Linked DNA regions of Macaca mulatta: region 2 is linked to region 1. The links are chromatin contacts, called in public Hi-C maps. All regions are on one chromosome and are shown on one strand. Each heading gives the region's core, a stretch centred on a gene start, on an enhancer-like site or on the middle of the called end of the contact. The rest is flanking DNA. Distances are from core to core; before and after follow the strand shown. Region 1 holds the start of LOC718406 (importin subunit alpha-1-like). Region 2 overlaps RGS9 (regulator of G protein signaling 9).

Region 1 (7,270 bases), core at 2,967-5,466:
GGCACACAGGTTGCTCAGAAGAAGGAGCGCTTGCTTGCCTTTGGCTTGTACTGTTTTTGCCAAGGGGAATAGGGTGGCCAACCCTAAATGCCACCTGACTGAAACTGAACCTGGTGGCCAGGGTGGGGCTAGGGGTCAAGGGACCTGGAACTGTCCCAGACACAGTCACTTCCTGGCTGTGTGAGCTTCGTCCTGTCACTAAACCTCTCCGAACCTCTGTTTGTACTCAGGGCAAATGGAGGTGTCCATGCCTGCCTTCCAAGCTGCTGGGAGCTTAACCCTGGGTACAAGCCTTTGAGCAAGAGCCCACACAGGACTGTTAACCCCTTTGGGACTGCATCTTACCACACTTTGTCCCCAGTGTCCAGCACAGTGACCAGCCCACACCAAGTGCTCAATATGTGCAACTAGAGTGCATGGGGAGTGACAAGACTGTAAAACACCATCCATGGCAGGAGCTCCTCTGTTCTGGGGGTTCCTGGCCCTGCCCAGTAGCCTGCCCTAAGCCCCAAACTGCTGCCTAATAGACGGCGGTCCCCACACACTCCCCAGTGCCCCCATGCCATGCCATCCCCACATCCTGCCCCTCTGTTCTGCACCCACTTTCTTTTTTTTTCTTTTTTTTTTTTTTTGAGGCGGAGTCTCGCTCTGTGGCCCAGGCTGGAGTGCAGTGGCCGGATCTCAGCCAGGCGCGGTGGCTCAAGCCTGTAATCCCAGCACTTTGGGAGGCCGAGACGGGCGGATCACGAGGTCAGGAGATCGAGACCTTCCTGGCTAACACGGTGAAACCCACTTTCTTCTGAGATCCCTTCTCAGCAACGACCTCCTCCTCATCTTCAGCCTCCGCATCTCCTGCCCACCCACCTGAACCTGGGGACCACGTTTCCATCCATGACCTACACCCGCTCTGGCTACACTGTGTCTCTCTCCTCCTGCCCGTTGTCCACACGCTCAATTCGCACCCTCACTTCACTCCTGACCACTGCCCTCTGCCTTCAGCACCCCCCGACCAGCTGAGCTTCTAGTGGCCACTTCAGGTAAGTGGTATAAGGCCTTTCTCTCACGTGACCTTCCTGTGCGTCCTTCTTCTGGCCACTTCTTGTCCTCTGAGCCAGCACTCTCACGCTTCTCTTCCCTTTGTCTGGCACCTAAATCCAGGTGGGCCCCAGCTTTTCTTCACCCTACTCCTCCCCAAGTTGCCCCCCACCCCAACCTCAGTAAGCAGCACCACTGTCTGCCCACGAGTGCCAGCCGGGAATCTAGAACTCAACCGGATTTCCCTCCCACCTCCCTCGGCCCCCAGGCCCTGCCCATCCACCTCCCAAACCTCTGTTACCATCACATGACCACGAGACCACTAAGAGCTTCGGCCGTGCTTGAAGCCCTGGCCACAGGGATATTTTTCTCAATCCCACTCCTGTCTCTGCTAAAAGCCTCACAGCAGCTGCAGGATAACGTGCACATTCCTGGCAAGCGCCCATGAGGCCCTGCCCGGGTGGGCACCCACTCCCAACCCTAAGCTCCACTCCTGAGCCCCAGCCCCATGTCTTCTCTTGCTGGCCTCCTATCCAAGAGGGCGACTCCCCCAGGAACGTGGCTGTGCCTCAGTCCTCTCCAGATCCAAAGGTTCACCAGGGTTTGGCAGGTATTCAGCTAGTTCACGCCTGATGAACCAGTGAATGGGCCTGGAGGATCATGGTGGCAAATGCCGCCTGGGACAACTAAGGGCAGGGGTGGGGTTCCCTTGGGGGGCAGGACTAACTCCCTACCCTGGACTTTGTTGGGGGTGGAGCACCAGGGAGACCCACAGCTGCCTCTTGAATAAAGCTCCGTGCAGGGAACGTGGTATTATTGCACCCATCGCACAGGGGAGGAAACAGGACCGGAGATGCAAAGTGACTTGTGGAGGTCACACAGTGAATTAGGGCCACGAGTGGGGCCAAGGAGCAGCCTGTCTCTGGCCAATGTCCTAGATGCCCCCCTGGGTAAGTCCCCTGCCCCCATCACCTGTGCCCCTCCCCCAGATGCCACTGCAACTAGGAACCTGCTAGGAGCTGGAAGAAGGATGGGCAGAGGGGCCACCTGGCAGGGGCCCTGGCAGCCGGGGTGACCTGTCTTCTCAGGAGATGTCAGGACCTGGGCAGTCTCCCTCCTCTTTGGTCCTGGGGCCTGGGGTGGTGGCCCTTGGGCAGACCCACAGAGCCCTGGCTCATAGGTAAGGGACTGCCACACCTCTGCCCTTTTCAACACACACTGTGTGCACTCTGTCTGAGCCAGACCCTGGGCCAGATGCGAGGTTCAAAGAGCAAGGCCATTTCCCCACCTCCAGGGGCTCCACTCAGACGGGCAGGCACCCTCCCACCGTCACCAGCACAGAGAATGTGGAGAGGCCGAGAAGTGCGCCACCGGGAGCCTGCGAAGGAAACTGAGGGACGCTGGGGGAGAAGAGGGCTGGCATCCAGCCACCCATCCCAGAGAAACTGCCTGGCCGGCTGGCAGCGGCACGAAACAGGAACCAGCCGCGGTCCTCAGCCCCGCCCGCCGGGTGCCGTTCTCCATCCTGGCCGCAAGGCGGCGGGCTGCCGCTGCAGGAGCCGGAGAGAAGGCGGCGCAGACCCAGGGAAGCCAAACGAGGACGACCTAGAGAGTCTGGGTGGACCCTCTGTTACTGCCAAGCGCCTCGAAGTCTTACCTCGTTTAAGGCTCACAACCCTAATCCTTAGGTATTGTGCTTACACCAGAGGACGCTGGGCCTGGGGGAGCGTCCTCGTGTGTAAGTTAAGTGGCTGTCCGCAGCTGGCAGGTGACCCAGCAGAGTCCAATTCTCCTTTCCCCAGCCTCAAAATCTCAGCTCTGCATTGTAACGAGACGGGCGGAGGGAAGACCCAGCAGCGGGACTACGTGTCTCCTTCGTCTGGGCATCCCGGACTCAGTCCTGGCACATGGTAGGCATCAATGTTCATGGTAATGACATCAGGCACAGCGAAAGAAATTAGGGGCTCCCAAGGTTCAGAGGTCATCTGTCCACCCCCTCCCTTTGGGCTGAAGAACAAACCCAGACCCTGAGTGAGGAAGGGAACTGCCTCTAGATCATCACACGGCCGGTGGCAGATGGCAGAACGGTTCTGAGCAAACTTTTTTCCCCTCGGGCTGCCCCTCCCTGAAAAGTTCCTAAAGTTCAAAATGTCAGGGTCGCCCAGAGTGTTCTGGGGATGTAAGAGTGTTTATAAAACGTGCTCTATTTTCGATTTCCCAGATTAACACAACTACATTCTGAAGAGGGAAAAAAAACCTTACTTAACCGGACGTCTTTCTGAAAGAAACCCATCAGGAGTTCTTTTAAAAATAAAAAATAAAAAGGAACTGAAATTCTGGAAGCACCCTCAAAGGGAAGCAGACGCCAGACTTTCACATCCACCCTCTCATCTGACCCCAGGCTCCTGGGAGACGGGCAAGGCGGTTGAGCTGGCGGCAGGCCCGCAATCCCCCGTTCCATGCCCAGATGCACTTCGGAATACAGAACAGCTGGGACTTGGAAAGATATCGTGAGGCACCCACCTGCTGTGGGTTACATTACCTCCCATCAGGGCTTGGGGCAGCCGCCGGCTATCGCGCTCATTTGCATTTCTGCAGCAAAATATGAATATTCACACAAGCGCGATAAATAAAGACCATCAACAGCCTCACATCAGTTCAAGCGCAATTTTGCCACCAATTGGATTACGGAAAACCTTTTGGGCTTCCAGGGAGCTCTGGAGCCTGGGAACTGCAGATGAGGCACTGGGAGCCTGCACTGTTTCGCGGCTGGGGAGAGGGAGCTCATCCGAAGTCTTCGGACAAAGGTGGGCGTAGTGCCCGATGCTGAGCGGAGCGGGTCTCCTCGCGCCCAGGCTCCCTGCGGGCGCGGTCCCCAGTGAGCCTCCCCGCCTCCGCGCCCGGGGTCGTACCTGCTTGGTGCTCTCCTCCCGCGGCGGGCCGCGCACCTCCTAGATGGCCTCGTAGACGTTCTCTGAGTCGCTGCGCGCCAGGGGCAGCAGGCACACCCAGGACACCGCCACGCTGCAGGCCTTGAAGCTGCCGCTGCTTCCGAGGTGGCCGGCGGGAGGCGAGACGGCGGCGCGCGCCAGGTTGTCCAGGGACTGCGCGGGCCTCAGGTACAGGCAGGCGGGCAGGCCAGGCTCCAGGCTGCTGCGCTGGGTCGCGGCGCCGCGCTGCGCAGGGCCGCACAGGGAGCTGGCGCCGCCTCGGGGCTCCGCCGGGGGGCCATTGGGGCCCGCTGCCGCCGCCGCCCTCACGAACCGGTTGTCATAGGAGAACGGCTCGGGGGCCGCGGGGCCGGTTGGGGACCTGGCGGCGCGGCCGTGGCAGGGTTGTCCAGCGCAGGCAGCTCGCGCACGTACTGCGCGGGCAGGTAGAAGGGGCGGCCGCCGGGCTCGCGCCGCAGGTGCCACCGGTGCTCGGTGCTGCGCCGCAGCGGCCGGTAGAGCTCATTGGGCGGGATGGCCACGCGGCGCCCATTGTTGCCGGTGTACTCGAAGGCGTACTCCACCAGCACGTACACGTCTCCCTTCACATCCGCCGCCATCGCGGCCGCGGCGTTTTCCTGCAGGCAACAAGGAGGAGGGCCGCGGAAGTCAAGACAACCGAGCCCGGAATAGCCCCGCACGCAGGGACAGACATGGGTTCGAGTCCCGATGCTGCACTTGCCGTTCGCCTTCGGGCCTCAGTTTTCCCATTTCTAAAATGGGGACTTGCATAAAATCACATCTCAGGCTTCCATTCTTACACTCAGTGCTGGAATTAGGACAACCCCTTCATTCCGTGGGGCTGATTCTAAGATTTGAGCCTCGCTTCGGTCCTGCGGTGGGGAGATTGTGGGTAGTCTTGATCCAAATCGACTGCGAGGGAAACCTTGGCTTTAAAACGAGGGGTGATTGCCTGCTCTAAGGTCGACACCACGCTTGCTTAGTAGTTGACTGAGCCTTAGTTTTCCCGTCAGTCAAGTAGGAAAAGCAGCCCATTTCCTGCCGTTCCCCGGGCCCTGTCCCACCTGGACGCCTCCCGCCCGCAGAGAATCCGCAGAGGGTCTCGTTGCACCGCCTCCCTCTGCGAGCCTGCGCCCCGGCCCCGGGGTCGGGGTTGGGATGCGGGCTCTGCAGGCGCCCCGGTGAACAGCTCTACCTGGGGGCTGTCCCTGCCCCGCTTAGTCCGAGGGCCTTGGTGTGGGGACCTCCGCTGTCAAGGCGGGGGAACCGGTTCTCTCGGTTTCTCTCTCCTTCCGCAGCTGCTTCAGCGCAGACGTGACCCCTAGCCGGGCCCGGCCCGCCCCGCCCCGGCCCGCCCCGGCCCGCCCCGCCCCGGCCCGCCCCGCCCCGCCCCGCCCCCTGCTCTCCGGCTCTCACGCCGCCCCGGAGAAAGGCTGCCCACCTGCCCTGGGACCCCTACAGTGCCCCCACGAGAGTGGCCCCTGGAGAATGCACTCTGAGACAGTGACTATCCGTGCGGAGTCCCAGAGCAGGGGCCCCCAGAGCTCTCCGGAGTGGTCACAAGCCCCACTCCCGCCCCGACTCCAGTGTGTCAGGGATGGGGGAGAGCCTAACTAAATCTGCCTGCGCCCCTCCACCAAAGCCACGAGTCGGTGGTCTTCTCCGGAAGTGCATGGCCCCTCCAGACTCCCACACTGACCACACCTCCTCCTGCCCCCTAAGGTGACCCGGACCAGGGGCCAGGAGACCGTCGCTGGCCGAGGCTGAGGGACCGAAGAAGCAGAGTCCAACCGAGGCCCCCGTAGGGCTCCTTCGCCACTTTCTCAAGCGTTTCTTGACGAGGAAAGGGTGTACACTGAGTTACTACGCACACTGGGCCCCGGAGGCGGGGTCATCGAGCTGCCCTGAGCCAACAAACCCCAAGGTGGACGCTGCCCCCGGCGCCCCTTCTCCCTGGACCCCGTAGCGCACTCACGTCGGCTGGGCTGGTCTCAGGGAGCCCAAGGGCCCGGTGGGCGGAGCCGGCAGGTTAGGCCCCTACCATCGCCCTGGGCCGGGCTTCCAGGGGCCAGGCCGGAGAGGCTGCGCGGAATCGGAGCTGGCAATGGCAGCAAATAGGGACAGGGACGCTCAGGAGTGCTGTCACCGATACCCAAAGCAGCTGTGTCTGGGCGGGGCGAGGAGGAGCCTGAATGCCTCTGCTGGGAACCTTGCGGGGCATTGGGACGAGGCCCGGAGCAGAAGGCCGGGGCCGGGAGCCAGAAAGGCTGCGTCTGAAGGGGCGCTGGATGGTCGCTAGCGGAGCCCAAGAAGGGTGGGGCTGCCCCTGCCCCATCTTCCCCCTTCCCTTCTCCCCCGGGGATTTGCTGTCCCGGAGTCCCTGTGTCCCTCCCGCGCGCGGCTCCGGGAATGCCGGGTTGGGGCTGGTTGTCTCGTGCGGGCGTTCCTGCTCGCGGGGAGGTTATTCGCACCCTGAATCACTCACTTCGAGTCCTTCCAACCGGATTGCAGACCCGCCGCTCCGGGTCCACCTCCCCCACCGGGGCCTTTCCAGCCCGGCCGGGCCTGGAAAAACTCCGAGCGGGATTCCCAGCGCAGGGACGCCCAACGGAGCACAGTGTCTCGGGCTGGATAAGACGTGGACCCGGCTACAGCTCCTTCGCCAACCTGGGGGAACACAGAGAAGGGGAGGGATTGGTGGGGGCCGGGAGGATCCCTGGAGCACAAGATCGCACCCGTCCCCAGGAGGTCCCCTGCGTCCACCGCCGAGGTGACACAAGCTGCAGCGGCGTCAACGCCTGGGTCGGCACTGGGGGCCTGGGCCTGCTCCCCTCCTGCCTCCAGATGGAGGGCAGCATTCGCCTACCTTCTCCTCCCCGTGGGATGAGGCCTGCGCAGCTCCCGCCCCAGCACCGAGACAAGAGGAGCAGGGCGAGGAGCTCTTTGGTGCGGACCCGCCACCTGCCGCACACTTTCCTCCCCATCCTGCCCCTTGCCCCACCCCCACCCCACCTCCCACCTCAATCCCCGCTCGGCGGCCCACTGCCTGCCCGGGCACTTTGGGGTGTCCGCTCGCTGGCCTCGCCTCCACTTGTCCCAGCGGGTGCGCGTGGGCTCGGTGTCCAGCGCTCGCTACTCCACCGCGCGGTTCCCGCGCTGCCCGGTTTCCTATTCAGCAATATAACTAGGAAGGCACCGGTGGAGAGCGCCTGGCAGAACTTCCTCCCGGACTGGGTCTGGGCTGCAGTTGCGAGAGACAATCCCCGGCGTCCTGGCTTCCTGAC
Region 2 (7,270 bases), core at 2,895-5,394, 280 kb after region 1:
GACAGGCCTGAGTGTGTGAGGGAGGTGGGGTGATGGGAAAGGAGGGAGTGCCAGGTATAGGTCACCGCTTGGGTCAACACTGCCAAGGCCATGAGGAACACACAGGTGACACTGACCCAGCTGGGTAAGCAGGCCTGGCCTGGGAGGGTCCCGCTTCTCATCTCCAGCAACACTGGTACCTATTCCACGTGGCCCGCTCTGGGCAGCCAACGGGTTAAGGAGGCCACTCCTCTGGAGTTGGGGGTGCCTTGTCTACTAAGGTCAACTGCAGAGCCAAAGACTCTAGAGCTGTCTTCTGGGGTGGCTTCCCTTATCCTCTGTGGCCTCTGGTTATTGGGGTGCTTCTCTGCAGCCCGTGTCTGCCTCCCAGGGTACTGAATGAGAGAGGCGACCTGTGTCTGCCTGTGGGCAAGCGTGTGCAGACGCCGGCTCTCCCTGGAGGAGAAGGCAGGGCACCTGGCCAGGAAGAGGGTTGTCCTAGGAGGGCTTGGGGAGGAGAGATGGATGGCAGCTGAATTTTAAGTAAAATGAGGAGCATGGTATCGAAGACAGGTAGAGGTTGCTGGAGAGAAGAAAAGGGTGTGTTCTGTGTAAGAACCGTTGATCAGAGGGCACTGGGTGGGTGACAACTGGAACTCCCCGTTAAAGTGGGAAGCCCTGTTCTTTATTGTGGATCCTATATGTTTATTGAACCTATTTTATATATGTGTGTGTGTATATATATATATATATATATATATATATATTTTTTTTTTTTTTTGGTGCACCTGTCACCTGAGCAGTATACACTGAACCCAATTTGTAGTCTTTTATCTCTCACTCCCTTTTCACCCTTTTCCCCTGAGTCCCTGAAGTCCATTGTGTAATTCTTTATGCCTTTGCATCCTCATAGCTTAGCTCCCATGAAAGCGGGAAGTCTTGTTCTTAATGGTTTAGATTTTAGAACATTATTACGATTATTGGGGAAGCGTAACAAAAACATCAATGTTCAGGCCTTATCCTCCCAAACCTCTTATTTAATTGGCCTGGGTTGCTCTCTCACCCCTATCGGTGTTTTTTGAAAGCTCTGCTGATTTTCACAAGCAGCCAGGATTCTGAGGCTGGTTTAGAGCATTGATTCTCAGTGTGGTCCCTGGACCAGCGGCATCCACAGCACCAGGGAACCTGTCAGACGTGCGTATTCTTGGGCCCCACCCACTCCTACTGAATCAGAACCTGTGAGGTTGGGACCCAGCAATCTGTTTCAATGCGTCTTCCAGGTGATTCTGATGCATGTGGAAGTTTGCAAACCCCTGTCGTCATCACAACTCAGCTTCTTACTAATTATGTGAGACTTGGCAAATATTTAACCTCTTTGAGCCTCAGTTTTCTTGACAATAAAATGGGATAGTAATACTCAACTCATAGTGTTTTTTTAAGGATTCAATGGTATGTGTGTAACACACAGTACTTCATATAGGACAATGCTCTGTGAATGGCAGCTGTTAGTGTTATTGGATTTCTTATTGTTTCTACACTTGTTCTTAAGGAAAGTGTAAAACTTGCTTGGCAGGCTTTATCTTGGATCCCATAGACATGAATTGTGCCTGGTTCTGGTCCTAGCTGCTACATCAGTGGGAAACATGGTGTGATGGACTTGAAACCTTAGTTTCAAAGGTCTGTGTTAGGTTTAGGAGAATTCCATAAGGGATAGGGGAGAAATCTGAGTCTTTTTCTGATTCTCTGGAATGTTAGATCTCTGCTAGCTGGGCTCGAATGTCCTACCTGGGATCAGGGAAATCTTTCCAAACAAGGAACGCAGTGGGACCTGCATCTTAGAGGAAGCCCTGAAAGGGAGTGCAGAGACAGCAAATGGGTCTACTCTGAGGCACATGGCCTGAGGCAGGTACAGGAGGAGCCACCGGCTTCCACCAGAAGCCAGGGCGTGCCATGGTGGAGGGGCAGCTGTGGTGGGTGATAGGCACCCAGCAGGTGGCAGTGATTGTAGCACCCATCACCAATGCTGCTCCAGAATTCTCTCCTGATCCAGGTGGCGGCCTGACCCTCTGCTGGCCAGGCTCCAGGCTGTTACCAGGCCTTGGAGGAGGCATTTGAATTCGTTTGTCCTTAAGGCTAAGCGAGCAGGACCTGAGTGTGGGATCCCCACACTGGGCATGCTCCTCACCTCTGGGATGGTCATGTCTTTGATGTGAGCCCCAGGGGACTTGTCTGTGGCTGAATCTTCCTAGCAAGTAATTACTTGGCTTGTGTGTTATGCAGGGATTGGGAGGAGGAGGAGGATTGGACTGAGCCCTAAGGGCCATTCGACTAAAGCCCCTTACCCCAACCCAGGCCACCGCCTGGCACAACCCCTACCTATCTGGTGCATTTACAAATCATCCTTGCAGGGTGGAAATCCCAACCAAGATGCGAGTGGAACGATGGGCCTTCAACTTCAGCGAATTGATCCGAGACCCTAAAGGTCGACAGAGCTTCCAGTACTTCCTCAAGAAAGAATTCAGTGGTGGGTCTTTGTTTAAGAAAAAAAAAATTAAAATAACTTACTTTTAGAAAGAGTCCTTTAATGTCTGGCCTAGGGTTTGGGGAATTTCTCAGCAGATGTTTTCAGAGCTTTGCTTATGCCCTCAAACAGTCGCTTCCTTTCACAGCTTTAAGAATGGGACCTGAGCCCAAGACTCGTTCTTTCCATAGACTCAAAGAGGCCGCACTGTCTGGGGGAAAATTGCACCTGCTCACAGAATCCACATTTGGATCCCTCACATTTCTGAGGGCTCCATCCATCCTGGATGCCCCCACTGTCACCCGAGGAGCCCCTGCTCCTTCCAGCCTAAGTATAATGAACCTGGAGGAAGGGAAGGGAGATAGGCAGGCTTTTCCTTTCTTTCTCTTTTTGTCCCCCAGCCTGATTTTCTTTTTTCTTTTTCTTTTTTTTTGTTTTGGAGACAGAGTCTTGATGTGTCGCCCAGGCTGGAGTGCAGTGGGATGAGCTCAGCTCACTGCAACCTCCGCCTCCCAGGTTCAAGTGATTCTCCTGCCTCAGCCTCCCAAGTAGCTGGGATTACAGGCACCCGCCACCACACCTGGCTATTGTGTTGTATTTTTAGTAGCGATGAGGTTTCACCATGTTGGCCAGGCTGGTCTCAAACTCCTGACCTCCGGTGATCCGCCCTCCCCAACCTCCCAAAGTGTTAGGATTACAGGCGTCAGCCACTGCGCCTGGCTTCCTGATTTTCTTTATCTCAGTGGTTCTACACATTCAGTCTGCCTGGGGATATTTTAAAACATGTTTTCCTGGATCTCATCCCTAAAGTTGCTTTTAAATTGGTGGGGGTTGGAATCCCTGAAATTTTGGAAACTCCTCAGATGATTCCAATGTGTGGTGATCGACAGCCATCACCTTAGCTCCTGGCCTGATTTCTTCAGGGCCTTAAGAGGGTGTGGATTTTAGTGGAATGGGCAGGGCCACATTTTATATCCCATCTCTGGATGTCACCTCATAAGGGGCACTGTGACTTTTTTTTTTTTTTGATATGGAGTCTCGCTCTGTTGCTCAGGCTGAAGTGCAGTGGCACAATCTTGGCTCACTACAACCAACGCCTCTGAGGTTTAAGTGATTCTTCTGCCTCAGCCTCCCAAGTAGCTGGGACTACAGGCACGTGCCACGACACCTGGCTAATTTTTGTATTTTTAGTAGAGACGGGGTTTCGCCATGTTGGCCAGGCTGGTCTCGAACTCCTGACCTGAAGTGATCCATCTGCCTTGGCCTCCCAAAGTGTTGGGATTACAGGCGTGAGCCACCGCACCAGGCCTTTGGCTTTTTAAATATACTGCACTTCCCGGAGAAGCATCCGCGAAAACCATGAGGCCAGATCAGAACCAGGCTGTGCATTCACCACCTTCATTGAAATATTTACCCTTATGGGATTCTTTTACTTCCTTGCTCAGTCCCCAGCCCTGGGGGCATCACGCTTGAGCCTTGGCACTCAGTGGCTTACTACCCGAGATCCACTTGTTTGTGGCACTGCTCCAGAAACGAATCCTACTGGACATGCCTTTAGCCTGGCTGACTGCCGGATGCAGAACATTACATGATAATATGGATTGTTGATAATCCGCCTCCCTAATCAAATCTAATTGCCACTCTAGAACAAAACCCAGAAAAGATGGATGGACTGGTGAATAAGTGGTTATAGTGCCATCTAGTGGCAAAGTGACAACATACACCCTGAGTTTATTATCTCCACCCCCGCACCCGCCCGCACTCATTCCTTAATGAGAATCCAGCGAAAAGATTTCCCTGCGTTATTTAAACTGTATTGTTAGCAGTCTCCTCATGAGATTCCCGAGGCTTTAGGTATGAACAGGGCAGATAAATCATCCATTTGCTCATTTACGTTTTAAAAAGATTTTTAAATTGAAATATTATTTGCATATCATGAAATTAACTTTTTAAAAGTGTACAATTCAGGGGTTTTAGTGTATTCACTAAATTGTGCAACCATCATCACTAATTCCAGAACATTTTTGCCACACTAAAAAGAAACTCTTTACCCATTAGAATCATCTTCTATTCCTCCCTCTCCTGCACCCTAGCCCTAGGCAACCACAGATCTACTTTCTACCCCTATTCGCCTCTTCAAGACATTTCATATAAATGAAATCATGCACTATGTGACCTTTCGTCTTCTTTCACTTAGCATAATGTTTTCAAGGCTTGTCCGTGTTTCAGCATATAACAGTACCTCCGTTCTTTTTTTTTTTTTTTGACAAAATCTCACTCTGTCACCCAGGCTGGAATGCAATGGCGTGATCTCATCTCACTGCAACCTGTGCCTCCTGGGCTCAAGCGATTCTCATGCCTCAGCCTCCCGAGTTGCTAGGATTACAGGTGCCCACCACCATGCCCGGCTAATTTTTGTATTTTTGGTAGAGACGGGGTTTCACCATGTTGGTCAGGCTGGTCTCAAACTCCTGACCTCAGGTGATTCACCCACCTTGGCCTCCCAAAGTGCTGGGAATACAGGAGTGAGCCACTGTGCCTGGCTGCTTGGTTCCTTTTTAAAGACTACGTGATATTTCCTTCCTTCCTTTTTAATGACCCCGTACTATTTCCTTGTTTGTATGTACCACATTTTGCTTATCCATTCGTAAGTTAATGGACATTTGGGTTGCTTTGGCTTTTTAGCCATTATGAATAATGCTGCTATGAACTTTTGTGTGCTTATTTAATATTTTTGGTGGGAAAATATATGTAATATAAATTTTGCCATTTTAACCTTTTTTTTTTTTTTTTTTCTTGAGATGGAGTCTTGCTGTGATGCCCAGGCTGGAGTGCAGTGGTATGATCTCGGCTCACTGCAACCTCCACCTCCTGGGTTCAAGTGATTCTCCTGCCTCAGCCTCCTGAGTAGCTGGGATTACAGGCGTGTGCCACCATGCCCAGCTAATTTTTGTATTTTTAGTAGAGACAGGGTTTCACCATGTTGGTCAGGCTGGTCTTGAACTCCTGACCTCATGATCCACCCACCTTGGCCTCCCAAAGTGCTGGGATTACAGGCATGAGCCACTGCACCCGGCGGAAATCTCCTTCCTTTTTAAGGCCAAATGATATTCCCTTGTAGTCTGCACCATATTTTGTTCATCCATTCTTTTATTGATGGACATTTGAGTGCTTTCCACTTTTTGGCTATCATGAATAATTGCTTGCTTAATTTTACTAAGCAATCAACTGTCTTTTGCTGTGGGCAAGACAGTTTACATGGCATTTGTTGTCAGGTCAATTACATTTTAGTGAAGAGCATCACTGGTCTGTGATCTCGGTCCAAAGAACGCCCTAAAGTTCATGCTGAAGAGGAAGGACCTCCACAGAGCTGTGGGACAAATGCCAACTAGTTTAGAATTGTGCAGCCTTTTCTAATATGAAACACCCAGGAGCTTTAAAACAATACAGTTGAGCCTTGACCAACACTGGTTTGAACTGCACGAGACCACTTGTAGGTGGATTTTTTTTTCAGTAGATATATTTAAAAACTTGGGGGGATTTACAGCAATCTGAAAAAACTTGCAGATGAACTGCACAACCTAGAAATAGACAAAAGTTATGAAAAGGTATCATGAATCCATATAATAGATAGGTAGATACATATGTACTTATGTGTCCATTGACTGTTTATGTTATTAGTAAGGCCTCTGGTAAACAGCAGGCTATCTGTAGTTAAGTTTTTGGATTTTCTGCTGCATGGGGGTCTGCGCCCTAACCCCTTAGTTGTTCAAGGTCAACTGTACTGAGAAAGGAGAGGAGAGGATTTTGTTGTTCATTTCCCCACACTGTGACACACTCCACGATTTACACACACACACACACACACACACACACACACACACGCTCTCTCGTGATCATCTTTATTTTCCCAGGCAAAAATTGCCACCTGGGGCCACCGTGTGAACATATGCATGGTGCCTCTGGGCGCTGCAGGTTAGAGAACTTCGAGTTGGAGGGAGATGAAGGATTTGGGGGAACCTGGCTTTTCCTCCTGGGCCAATTCCCTCTGGCTCAGGTGATGCTCAGTTCAGTCCTGCTCCTGGCCAGACCTTCCCTGAGGGTCAGTCCCTCAGCACTGCTGCTTGAGCAGCCTCTCCGTAGGAACCACAGCCTGGAATATGCCCGGTGAGGGACCGGAAATGACAGGTTCTCTAAGCACAGCCAAACAAAGGAGGAAGAACTCACGCACAGTCATTCAACAAGAGCAAAGGACGGCGGTCTTTATGAAGAAAACCGTAGTGTAGCAACGCATGCATATAAGCCTATTCATGTGCGAACTCATTCAAGCAATATTTGCTACAGCCAAATTCTAGAATGAAAAAGCGTATGACAACCTCTAGGGGGTGATATGAACACTGGCCTGTATATTGTTGGAGGAAAGGAAGCCGCCACAGTGTGAATGCATTGCTGCAAGCATGGTAGGTGCCCATCTAGTTTTTTTCGAAGACCACGCATTGAGCAATTACTAAGTTCCCAATGTTCTTCCAGGCCGTAGAAGTGAAGATGTGGCTCCTTTCCTCAAGGAGTAGTTTTGTCTAGCATCGCAATATACAACAGCTTGTTCTGCGGCAGGAAAGGTGTTCACCGAGCTGGGAAATGGAATCCATCCCGGCCGACTCATTTCTTTTATTTCCTCTTTTCTTCTCCCAACTTATTTCCTGCCCGGCCCTCATCCACGTGGACTTCTCACCACGCAGGAGAGAATCTGGGGTTCTGGGAAGCCTGCGA

Evidence for each region. A called contact is a pair of places that touch in the nucleus more often than the background predicts.
Region 2: a Hi-C map of fetal cortex germinal zone shows a contact between it and region 1, with 2.8 times the contacts expected there. The contact joins the enhancer-like site here to the promoter of LOC718406 in region 1. A contact is called at or near these places in 3 of 14 Hi-C or Micro-C datasets (fetal cortex germinal zone, fetal cortical plate and liver).

What each region holds. Positions count from the first base shown.
Region 1 is chr16:74,674,034-74,681,303 of T2T-MMU8v2.0, forward strand. LOC718406 (importin subunit alpha-1-like) reads right to left here and starts at 4,217. Exons shown (of 14, transcript XM_015120121.3): 1 at 3,948-4,217; 2 at 2,693-2,935. It overlaps LOC144335885, which reads left to right and starts at 3,650. Exons shown (of 2, transcript XM_077972526.1): 1 at 3,650-4,154; 2 at 5,709-7,270. The coding sequence starts at 6,396. It also overlaps the pseudogene LOC114673171.
Region 2 is chr16:74,952,352-74,959,621 of T2T-MMU8v2.0, forward strand. It overlaps RGS9 (regulator of G protein signaling 9), which reads left to right. Exons shown (of 21, transcript XM_028836673.2): 15 at 2,388-2,503; 16 at 7,240-7,270. Among named protein-coding and RNA genes, the nearest start is that of RGS9, 70 kb to the left of the region's middle. Within about 2 kb of position 4,145, at least 2 of the 40 cell types and tissues checked have an H3K27ac peak or open chromatin away from gene starts, as enhancers often do. A contact at or near this core is called in fetal cortex germinal zone, where this site is marked.